Linked DNA regions of Ovis canadensis: region 2 is linked to region 1. The links are chromatin contacts, called in public Hi-C maps. All regions are on one chromosome and are shown on one strand. The core of a region is the stretch at or near the end of the contact, and the rest is flanking DNA. Distances in the headings are between cores, read along the strand shown. Region 1 overlaps FTO (FTO alpha-ketoglutarate dependent dioxygenase). Region 2 holds the start of IRX3 (iroquois homeobox 3).

Evidence for each region. A called contact is a pair of places that touch in the nucleus more often than the background predicts.
Region 2: a Hi-C map of fibroblasts shows a contact between it and region 1, with 6 times the contacts expected there. The contact joins the promoter of IRX3 here to the enhancer-like site in region 1. A contact is called at or near these places in 2 of 2 Hi-C or Micro-C datasets (fibroblasts and lung).

What each region holds. Positions count from the first base shown.
Region 1 is chr14:35,271,050-35,276,288 of ARS-UI_OviCan_v2, forward strand. All of the region lies in intron 1 of FTO (FTO alpha-ketoglutarate dependent dioxygenase), which reads left to right. Among named protein-coding and RNA genes, the nearest start is that of TRNAG-UCC, 21 kb to the right of the region's middle. Within about 2 kb of position 3,427, the one cell type or tissue checked has open chromatin away from gene starts, as enhancers often do. A contact at or near this core is called in fibroblasts, where this site is marked.
Region 2 is chr14:35,779,479-35,784,336 of ARS-UI_OviCan_v2, forward strand. IRX3 (iroquois homeobox 3) reads right to left here and starts at 2,532. Exons shown (of 4, transcript XM_069552796.1): 1 at 1,709-2,532; 2 at 419-1,541; 3 at 190-256. The coding sequence starts at 1,975.

The DNA.
Region 1 (5,239 bases), core at 2,177-4,676:
TTACAAAGCAAGTATTTAGTTGGAGAGTCCCTCACCATTCCTGTTTCCTTTTCTTTCTTCCAAGCTTAGGTGGAAGATATCGCCAGTTGCCCTAACTCTCTGCAGGTTAAGAAGCACATGTCACTAGATGGCGCCGAAGTGTTGTTTTTTCACACAACAGAGCCCTGGAACCCTGCGTTATCTTGCTTCAGGCGACTGGCTTTCTAGGTGTCAGGGAAATTGTTTTATTGGTCGAGGGCATAGTGTAATATATTCATCTCCACCCTAGGCAGCTATTTAATGCCCTGAAACATGGCCCTCTTGTGGCCATGGCCTGTTAACTATGCTTATTTGGTGTAATAATTAGCAGAATTTCTCACTAACAGGAGTACTTACCAACACTTCACATCTTCCCTGTACGTGATGGATCGTACATTCTGGAGAAAAAAGTTGGGAAGGTCAAAGCTTAACCTCCTTCTATCAGGGCTACTTTCTGCACATTTGCTCAGAATCGGTTTATATTAACTTGCTTCTGAGTGTCTTCAAACCAGAGCTGTGAGTCAGGTAAACATATTTGAGCTTTTATGTAATAGCCCGGTGATGGTTTGTAAACACAACACTGTTAATTTTCCAACTCTTAGAATGATAGGAAAATAAATGAATAGCTGCCCAAATGGTTGGATGACACTTGCTACCCAGACTGTGTGTGTTGGAAGCGTGTCCTAGAAACAGTGGGTCTGCCACAGACACCACATTTTAGGTTAAAATTGGAGAAGAAAATTACACATGGGATTTTAATTTTTTCCATGGTTGTAAGTTAGGCCCCATTGAATTCTCTGTGGTTTTACAAGCCCTCTTAGGCTCCTAATATTTCCACACCAACAATTTTAACATTGACTTTAGGACGTGGTTAGAGTTAATTGACAGAATGCCAAACAGGAGAAAATAGGTTTAAAGCAGGAAGTACTTTAGTTGGACCTGTAACTTACCACCTCTCTGACCTTAGGCAGATTGTTGACCTTCTCTGTGCTTTGGTTCTCTCATTTCTTAAAATTAAGATGATGATACCCTTTTGGTATCCTGTGCCAGGTAAAATGAAGTGAGAACTCTTCAGAATGCCTTTACTTATTTTCATAGCTTCAATAAATGTAACATATTGTTTATAGTTTGTTAAGAAAGCTAAGAGGATTTTTCTTTGTTGATTCAAAAGATGAGTTGTGGAAATTTTAGAGACTGAATTAACATAGTCCCTGACTGCTATCGGGGACAGTCCCTGACTGTTTTAAAGTCATTCATCAAATACTTTCACTTAATTGTTCTGCCCTTATTTAAGCCCACGTGTGTGTCTGCATTTAGTTGGGGGAAACAGAAATTAGATAAGATAGGGAAATGTGTTGTTATTTATTCGCTAAGCTGTGTCCGACTCTTTGTGACCCTATAGACTGTAGCCTGCTAGGCTCCTCTGTCCGTGGGATTTCCCAGGCAAGAATATTGGGGTGGGTTGCCATTTCCTTCTCCAGGGGATCTTCCTGACCCAGGGATAGAACCTGTGTCTCCTGCATTGGCAGGCGGGTTCTTTATCACTGAGCCAGTGGTGAAGCCCAAGATAAGGAAGTAGATTCTTATAGAATCATTGAGAGGACCAGAGAAATGGAAGCTGAGCCTCTGGAGGTGGGCTTCTGAAACAGACTGGCCTGCCAGGTGGGCTGCTAATCCGTCATACTCGAGACGGCGAGGGATCAGGAAGCCATTACTAGAATGTTCACTGTTTTAAGAACATATGGGCTGTGGTTTCTATCTGGGAACAGAAAGGTACCACCATTACAACTGGCCTTGGATAACGCCAAAGTTATTGGTCAGATCCTGGAATGTTGCTGCAGAAATCCTTTAATCTTTCCATAACTATGTTGCCTATAGAAAAAGTCGAAACAGCAAGAAGACAGCCTCCGTGTGACTTCTGCCTTCTGCATCTCACACGGAGCCTTGTAATTGGTACAGCCGTGAAAGTGAAAGTGAAGCCGCTCAGTCGTGTCCGACTCTTTGCGACCCCATGGACTGCAGCCCACCAGGCTCCTCCGTCCATGGGATTTTCCAGGCAAGAGTACTGGAGTGGGGTGCCATTGCCTTCTCCAGCCATACCCTCACCCAGAACCCTAGCTGTGAAGGGCTCTGGGAAATGTAGTTTTTAGCTTTCCGTCCTCTGCAGCATCGGAAGACACCGTGATAGGGTTGGAAGGCTGCTGAGTGCCAGCCCATCGCATCCATACCCCTCTCTCTCCGTATGTTTTAGATCTCTTATCTCTACCTCTAAGTCAGTGCTTCATTTACAGCCTAGCACAGCAAGAAGCTTAGCAGACCTTCAGTAGATGTGGTGTTAATGACCTTGACTTCTTTATTTCTGTGTATGGTCTTCCCACCTGTTTTTACACTCTTGGTGCCAGATTAGGTTCCAGATTTATCTACCTTGATGTAGCTTTTGATGCTTTTTCATTTCCATCGCCACCTCCTGGTTCAAGCCCAGCCCTTGTCTGACTGGGCTTCTCAGTCTCCTTATCTGTCCCCGTCTTCCTTGGTCCCTGGTCTTGGATCCTTATAACTAGACTGTACTATTAATAAATAGCTTAGTGTTTAAAAAACAAAACAGCAAATAAAATAGCACACTTCCATTGTGCTCCTGTCCTTCTCTAAAGCCTTTTGTGGCCCCTCATTACATGTGGGATAGACTCTACTTACCTGAACTTCCAGAACCTTCCATAATCTGGGTAAAATCTAACATTCTAATGTCATCTTCCATTGCCCCCTGTTGAAATGGCATCTTAGCCAAAAGGTCCGATTACTGGTGTCTGAGAAGATCCTGTCCTTTACTAACGTCTCAGCATTCTTATGCCTTACTGCCTGTGTTTAATTTTCTACTTTCTTCTTCCCGTTTTCTTGTGCCTTGGTCATGTTGGTACGTATTTTTAAATTTTTATTTTGTCCTTTCTTCACACTTACACACCACTGTTTTATGTGGGCTTTTTTTTTTTTTTAATTACCTGTATTCTTAGTTTTCTTTTGTGACCATATACGTTCTCTCCTTTTTTTTTTCCCCATGTAGACAGGATAAATATTTGTTATGGATTGATTGACTTGTTGATTCTTCATGGTTTAGACATTTACTTGCTTGGGACAGGGGGATGGTGAAGGGTTAGTGGGGGCTGAAGCCACGTCTAGCTGTGTGATTTTTGTCCTTTTGATTTCTTGTGAAAGGACAAATTAACTATTTGCTTTGAGCAAGCTAATGCCGTGTTTTGTGGATTTAATGTTTGAAAAGGGCCCTTGGCTCGAAAGCCCTGGAGCTGAACTCCTTCCCCCTGTTTGCCAGGCTGGATGAGCTCCATGTCTGTACCGCCGCATCGCAGTTTGCTTAAGAGGGGGTTGTGAAATAGCGATGGAATTTTGTCTGTGGTTTCTTGCCAGGGAGGAGGAGGAAGAAAGGATTTGGAGTAAATCAGACATGCAAATTAGCAAGGCCCATGGGCCTTAAGTAAATTGCACAATAGAGTCCAAAGAAATTCAGTTTGTCTTCCTTTCTGCTTTTCGTTTGTGCAGGATGTGTGTGAAAAAGGGCAGCTATTCTATTTTTGATCTAAGCCAAAATTCTCAACTTATTGGCTCCAGGAGCTCTTTTAAACTTACACAGTCGACCCTCAGTATCTGTAGGGGGTTGGTTCCAGGGCCCCCTGCAGATACCAAAATCCAAGTCCTTTATATAAAACAGGGTAGGTTTTATATATAACCTACACACATCCTCCTGTATACTTTAAATCCTCTGTAGATTACTTATAATACCATATACAGGGTAAATGCTATGTAAATACTTGTTAAGTGAGTGAGTGAAAGTCGCTTAGTCGTGTCTGACTCTTTGTGATGCGTGGACTATACAGTCCATGGAATTCTCCAGGCCAGAATACTGGAGTGAGTAGCTGTTTCCTTCTCCAGGGGATTTTTCCAGCTCAGGGATCGAACCTAGGTCTCCCACATTGCAGGAGGATTCTTTACCAGCTGAGCCACCAGGGAAGCCCTTGGTATGTGGTAAATACAAATTTTGCTTTTTGGAACTATCTGGAACTTTTTCCCCCCCGAGTTTTTTTGATCTGTGATTGGTTGAATCCACAGATGCAGAACTCATAGATATAGAGGGCTGACTCAACTACTAAAAGTTATTGAGGACTGACTCCCAGAAGCTTCTGTATACATTGATATTATGTTAGGAACTAAAATTGAGAAATTTAGAAATAGTCACTAATTTTTGAAAAGATGTTTGCCAAATTGCAAAGTCTGACTAACCACGTTTTGTGTGTCAGACATTTTCTCAAGTAAAACTGGTGTTCTGTGGAAAAATTGGCTAGTTTAGTCCACAACTCAAATAATCACACAAGGACTTTTCTTTGAAACAGCCATCTCACTTTGAAGTGCTTTAGGTAAACGTCCCATTTTGACACACAGAATACTAAGAAGGCAACTTACTTACTTACTTTACTTACTTTTGAGATTTCATAAAGTTAATCATTTTTACTGCTTTATCAGGGGCATTCTCAAGTGAAACGAACTTCTTTCTTTTCTCTCTTTTTCCTGGACTGCATGATTTAAAGAACGCAGTGACTGATGGTGCAGTTTTGTGCTTTTGGCTTGATTTGTGCCAAGGCACCTGAAACATCACCCACCATTCTTTTGAACCATTGGTGCAAATGTCAACACAGTGAAAAAAGCAAATGATAGTATTATAAAAATAGTATTGATCTTACAGATCTTTTGTTGAACCGTTGTGCCAGAGCAATTAGCAAGACTGGAATGGTTAAAAATTCAAAGAATGGAATAAGAGTTTTAGGATTTTTAACTTCAAGGCTGATTTCTTCTTCACTCTGGAGCTTTGCCTGAGTGAGGCAAGGCAGAGGAGAAAATTTCTCTCCTCTTCTGTGCTTGCTCTCGGCTGAGGGTTTCATTCCTTGGGCTTGAGCTTTTTGAGTTTAGGAAGCGCAGGGAGATTCTCTATTTTTGATAATTATTAGTATTTACCTTAGGTCATTTGATGGTGGTTTTTGTTCTTAGAAAATAATACATAAGTGCTATTTTTGAGACGAGTTCACCATAGGCCTGCCTGTTTGGGACATTTTTGAAGGATTCTCTAAAAATAATGTATTTTGGACAACATGTGAAAATTATTTCAGTAGTTGGCCTCATTGACAAGCTTCTGATTGTTTTATTGGTTAGCTTGTTT
Region 2 (4,858 bases), core at 1,282-3,781, 510 kb after region 1:
GTCGGAGAGTCATCTCAGAGCCCGCGGGAAAGACGGAGGAGTGTTTCGTCCCCTTGTGAAAGCGCTTCCTAGCTGCGTTCCCCCGGGGCGGGGTGGGGTGGAGGGACCTGAAACCTAGTTTTCTCCGCATTCCTTCCTTCCCCGGCCTGCCAGTCCCAATACCCCCACCCCAGTTCGGGGGTCTCTTACCGCCTGGGCACCGGCTGGAAAGCTGTCTTGAGTAACTTTTTCTCCACTTCCAAGGCACTACAGCGATCTACGGGAAGCGGGGAGAAAAAGGAGGGCCTTTAGAGCGCTCGGCGACCCGGGCCGCGGGAGGCGGGCGCGGCGTGGTAAGCGCCCTGCGCTCGCGAGGGACCTGCCCGGGCGCGACCCCCAGACTCACCCCCTCCCTCCGAATCCTGCGCGCCGCAGTCACCTGTTCCGCCCTCGGGCTCCGCCGGCCGAGCGAAGGCAGCGGCGGCGGCGGCGGCCGGGTGGCCCGCGGCTCCGGGAAGTCCCAGCAGGTGTGGCGGGCCTGAGCCCAGCAGAGAGAGCGGGTGCGGACGTGGGCCAGGCGGCGGGCCTGGGAACGGCCGGTTGGTCCAAGCGGGGAACTTGCCCAGCGGCGCCGAGACGAGTCTGTGAGCCGCGGCGGCGGCGGCGGCCGGAGAGAGCTGCAGGGCCGAGGGCGCGACCGCTGCCCCGGGGGGAGAACCCCCCGCGCCCTGAGGCGAGCGGCGAGGGTTGTCCGGGCTTGTGGCCGTCTCGGCCAGGGACCAGATCTTGGGTTTTTGCAGGGCCGAGGCGGGCGCCGGTGCAGGAGCGCAGGGGTCCAGGCCCGCTGGGGGCGAGGGCGGAGATGGCGGAGCGGTGGCCACGGGCGGTGGCACTGGGGCCAGACTCAGGACGGGCAGCGGACGCTCCTCCAAGCCCTCGGAGCTGTCGTCCGAGTCGCTATTCTTGGAGTCTGAGATGGGTTCCAGGCCGAGGTCGCCGTCCCTGTGCGACGCCCCAGTCAGGGCCAGCTCGGGTCCCGCGACCGCGCCGTCTAAGTTCTCCAAATCGATCTCCTCGTCTTCATCGTCGTCCGCCAGGCCCTCGCCCCCGGTGTCCTCCTCCTCCCCCCCGAGCTCCTCCTCCTCCAGCTCCAGTTCGCGCTTGCCGTCTTCTTCATCCTCCTCCTCGTCTTCCTCCTCGCGCTCGCTCCCATAAGCGTTGCCCTCCTCGTCGGTGCGGCTCCGGGGCGCCCAGGTCATCTTGTTCTCCTTCTTGAGGCGCCGGCGCGCGTTGGCGAACCAGGTGGACACCTGGGTGAGGGTCATCTTGGTGATGATGGCCAGCATGATCTTCTCGCCCTTGGTGGGGTAGGGGTTCTTGCGGTGCTCGTTGAGCCAGGCCTTGAGCGTGCTGGTGCTCTCTCGGGTGGCGTTCTTGGGCCGGGACGGGTCCCCGAACTGGTACTGGCCGTAAGGGTAGAAGGCGGGGTGCGGGTGTGGAAACGCGGTGGCCGCGGCCGTATGCTGCACCCCGGGGCTGTCCTTCAGCTCATACTGCGTGCCCTGTACGCACATGGACAAGGAAGGGACGCGCGCGGAGGGAGCGAGGATGAGCCCCGGCCGTCGCCGCCTCCACCCGCCCGGCCCAGGCCGCGCCAGTCTACTGAGCGCGCACACCTCGTCCGGCGCCCCAGCTCTAACCCCCCTTCCGCGGCTCCCAGGGCACTTACCAGCTGAGGGAAGATGGGCAGCTCGGCGGCGTAGGGCAGGAAGGCGCCGTAGCCTTGGGCGGCTGCGGCTGCGGCTGCGGCCGCGGCGTAGGGCGCCCCGTACACGGACGAGAGCACGTTGGACAGGGACCCCGAGGCAGCCAGCTCCGAGGCGCCGGCTCCCGGGCCGCCCCGGGCCCCAGCGCTGCCACCGCCGGCGGCGGCCCCCGGGCGCTCGGGTGGGTAGAGCGGGCGGATGTACTGGTATCCGAGCTGGGGGAAGGACATGGTGGCCCGCGGGGCACGGACAGAGAGGGGGCCCTGCCCCCCGGGGCCGCCCAGCTCAGCGCCGCCCGCGGGCTCCGGGGCACATCGGGGGCTGGGCCCGGCTGCGGCCGCGCTGCCTTCCGCGCTGCGCTGCGCTCCGCGTTCGCCTATCGATCTGCTCCGGGGCGGCGGCGGCGGCGGCGGCGGCGGCGGCGGCGGCGAGGAGCCAGGTCAGGTCCGAACAGATTGGCGGAGATTCCCGGGGCTCCGGAATCTGATTGACATTTCTACGGGCCCACAAGCCCCTCCTCTCTGCGCCGCGCTCCCTCCTCTCGGCCGCCGGAGCTGCCTCTGCCCGCGCCTGGCTCCTCGCTGCCCTCCTCTCCCCGAGCAGTGTCGCGCCTCGCTTCCTTCGCCCTCCTCTAGTTTTCACTCCCCCTCCTCGCCCTTCCTCTCTCCTCCCCTTTCTGCGCTCCTCTTCCCCCCAGGATCGCTTCCGCTCCTTCGGGCTCTTTCACGCTCCTGGACTACGGAACTCTTTCTCGTCTTTCCCTTTCTCGCTGTTCCTTTCTCTCCCCTTTCTGTTCCCGTCACTCTTTCTTTTTAAAATCTATTTTCTCTGTACACACACCACACTCCCCACACTCCCATCCCCCCGGCCTCTGAGCTTTGGGTTAAGGCGGCCCAAACTTGTGGACACTCGGGGTGCCGTGCGCGGGGGGTAGGGTGGGGTGGGGGGGAGGGTGTGTGTGTGTCCGTATCTGTGTCGGTGTGTCCGTCCCCGCCCTCGCCCCCTCCCTCGCCCTTCCCCAAATCTCGGGTCTGACGTCGCGCCCTCTTATTCGACTTTTCCTCGCGTCTCCTTCGCGAGTCGCCAATCGCCTGGGCGCCCTGCAGGCGAGGCCGCCCACCCCGCAGAGAAGGCGCGCGGGGCGGGGCGGGGCGGGGGCGGGAGCCCCCGCGCAGCGAGTCCCTTCCCGCCCCCTCTGGCCCGCGGCGGAAGGGGGCGCGGGAGGCGCGGGGACCGGGGTTAGCACTGGGTCAGCTCACCCCTCTCGCTCTCGCCTCTCGGTGCCTCTCCCCCTGCCCCAGCGCGTGGGATCTGGGTCAGGACCAGACAGACCCTGGTCCGGGGCAGGCGCTGGGACTTTACTCTGCCCCGGCCCGCTTTCTAGCTCGCACCTCTAGACTCTCGGCCACTCTTAGTGGCTTAGGGAGGGGGTGGAAGAGGCGTGAGGGAAGTGGGGGCGTGTGCTTTAAGGGAGTCTTCGAGGACTGTCTCACTGCCCGGGGTGGGGCGGGGAGGCGAGGTAGCCCCCTTCCCAGAGGACTAAATCCTGCAGTTAACCACGTTCACGCCACGCGGATGTCAGGGTGCAGAATCCTTCCTTAGAAATGGCGTGTGTGTTGGGGGAGGGCGGTGCTGCAGAGTGGACACCTCAGGCATCCTGGGGAACGATGTCAGGGAGACGGAGCCCGCCGGAGCCCTAAGCCGGCGTGGGATGGGGCAGGAGCAGGGAGCCGGGTGGCGGAGGCTCCAGGAACTTTCAGCGAGCGCTTGGAAAAGTTAATATGCTGGAATTTTCGAGCCGTAGAGATTCTTCGTTTCCCTCCCCCTTCTCCTGCTCCCGGGGTCTCCGCGCCAACCTGTTTTCCTTCGGCAGAGGTCCTCCCATCCGCGGGGGTGGGGATGGGAGGCAAGACTTAAGTTTTACAGTGGAGTATTTCCTAAACCAAAGCTGAAATCTTAGAATCCGCGCGCCCACCTTCACAGGTTAGGGCGTGCAGCCGAGAGGAGGATTGAAATTCCCGGTATTGCGGCGACTCCGGGCTGAACGCTTTAGGCCGCTGCGGCGACCCACGCACAGGCCAGGCCAGCAGCAGGAGCGCTCCGGGACAACCCCCGGGCGGTGCCTGTCTTGGAGTTGCCCGTCCCGGATCGGAGGCGGAAAGTGGCTGCCTTGCTCTGATAGAAGAATCTAATCCGAATTCTAGAAGAGCGGAGGGATCGGAGAGTCTTGGCCCTAGCTGTCTCTGGTCTCAGTGGCTCCAAGGAGCCCCGCTGGGAGTCCCGTGGACACCCGGTTTTGACCTCGCCCCTATTCCCCGCCTCTTTCTACCAGTCTTCGTGTGGGTTGGCGCCTCGAGTAGACATGAAGGCCGAGAAAATTGGGTGGTGGTGGGGGGTATACAAGGGAAAGTTTTGGGGCAGCTAGGTTTGGGGTTCGATAGGGGAGAGTAACGTGCGGCCTCCTCAAACTGAGTCAGCCTGCTTCCCTGACCTTCTACTCACCTGCGTCTGCCTGGTGCCAGGTGTTGGCCTTAGCTGGAGTCTCCCCAGAAGAGGAGGTATCAGAGGAAGCTTTGAAATGTTTCCCCGGCGCCTGATTTCGTTTTCAGTTAACCGTCTCAGCCGAGTGGCATAGGGAATCACGGGCTCACCGACTCAAGAAAAATCTCAGGGTTATAAAATTGAGGGTAACGTTATTGCCTGGAGTGTTCCCTAAGTGTCAGACGCGGAGCCTCGACGGCCCGCAGACCTAGAGTTTGCACAAGGTAGACGCACCAGACCCAACCCCGGGGAGAGCCAAGAGCGAGATGCTGAAGTGGGGAGCCTGGGGCTGCGCTGGGCCCCTGTCTAACGCGCAGCTCTTCGAGAAGAACAGAAACAATGAACACAGGAGATGCTTCCTCCGCCCGCAGTAACTCGCTATCGACCTGGCTGCGCTGGACGGTGAGAGGCGGGAAAGAGGCCAGGCAAGGGGCGAAGCTGTGCTCAATGAATTAGCCACGCCGGACTAGGGGACCCATGACCCAGAAGACGAACCTCCAACCCAGATGAGGACTCAAGGACCTCGATTATTTAGAAACCTCCAGGCGCCCCAGGTCTTCAGCAGAACAGCC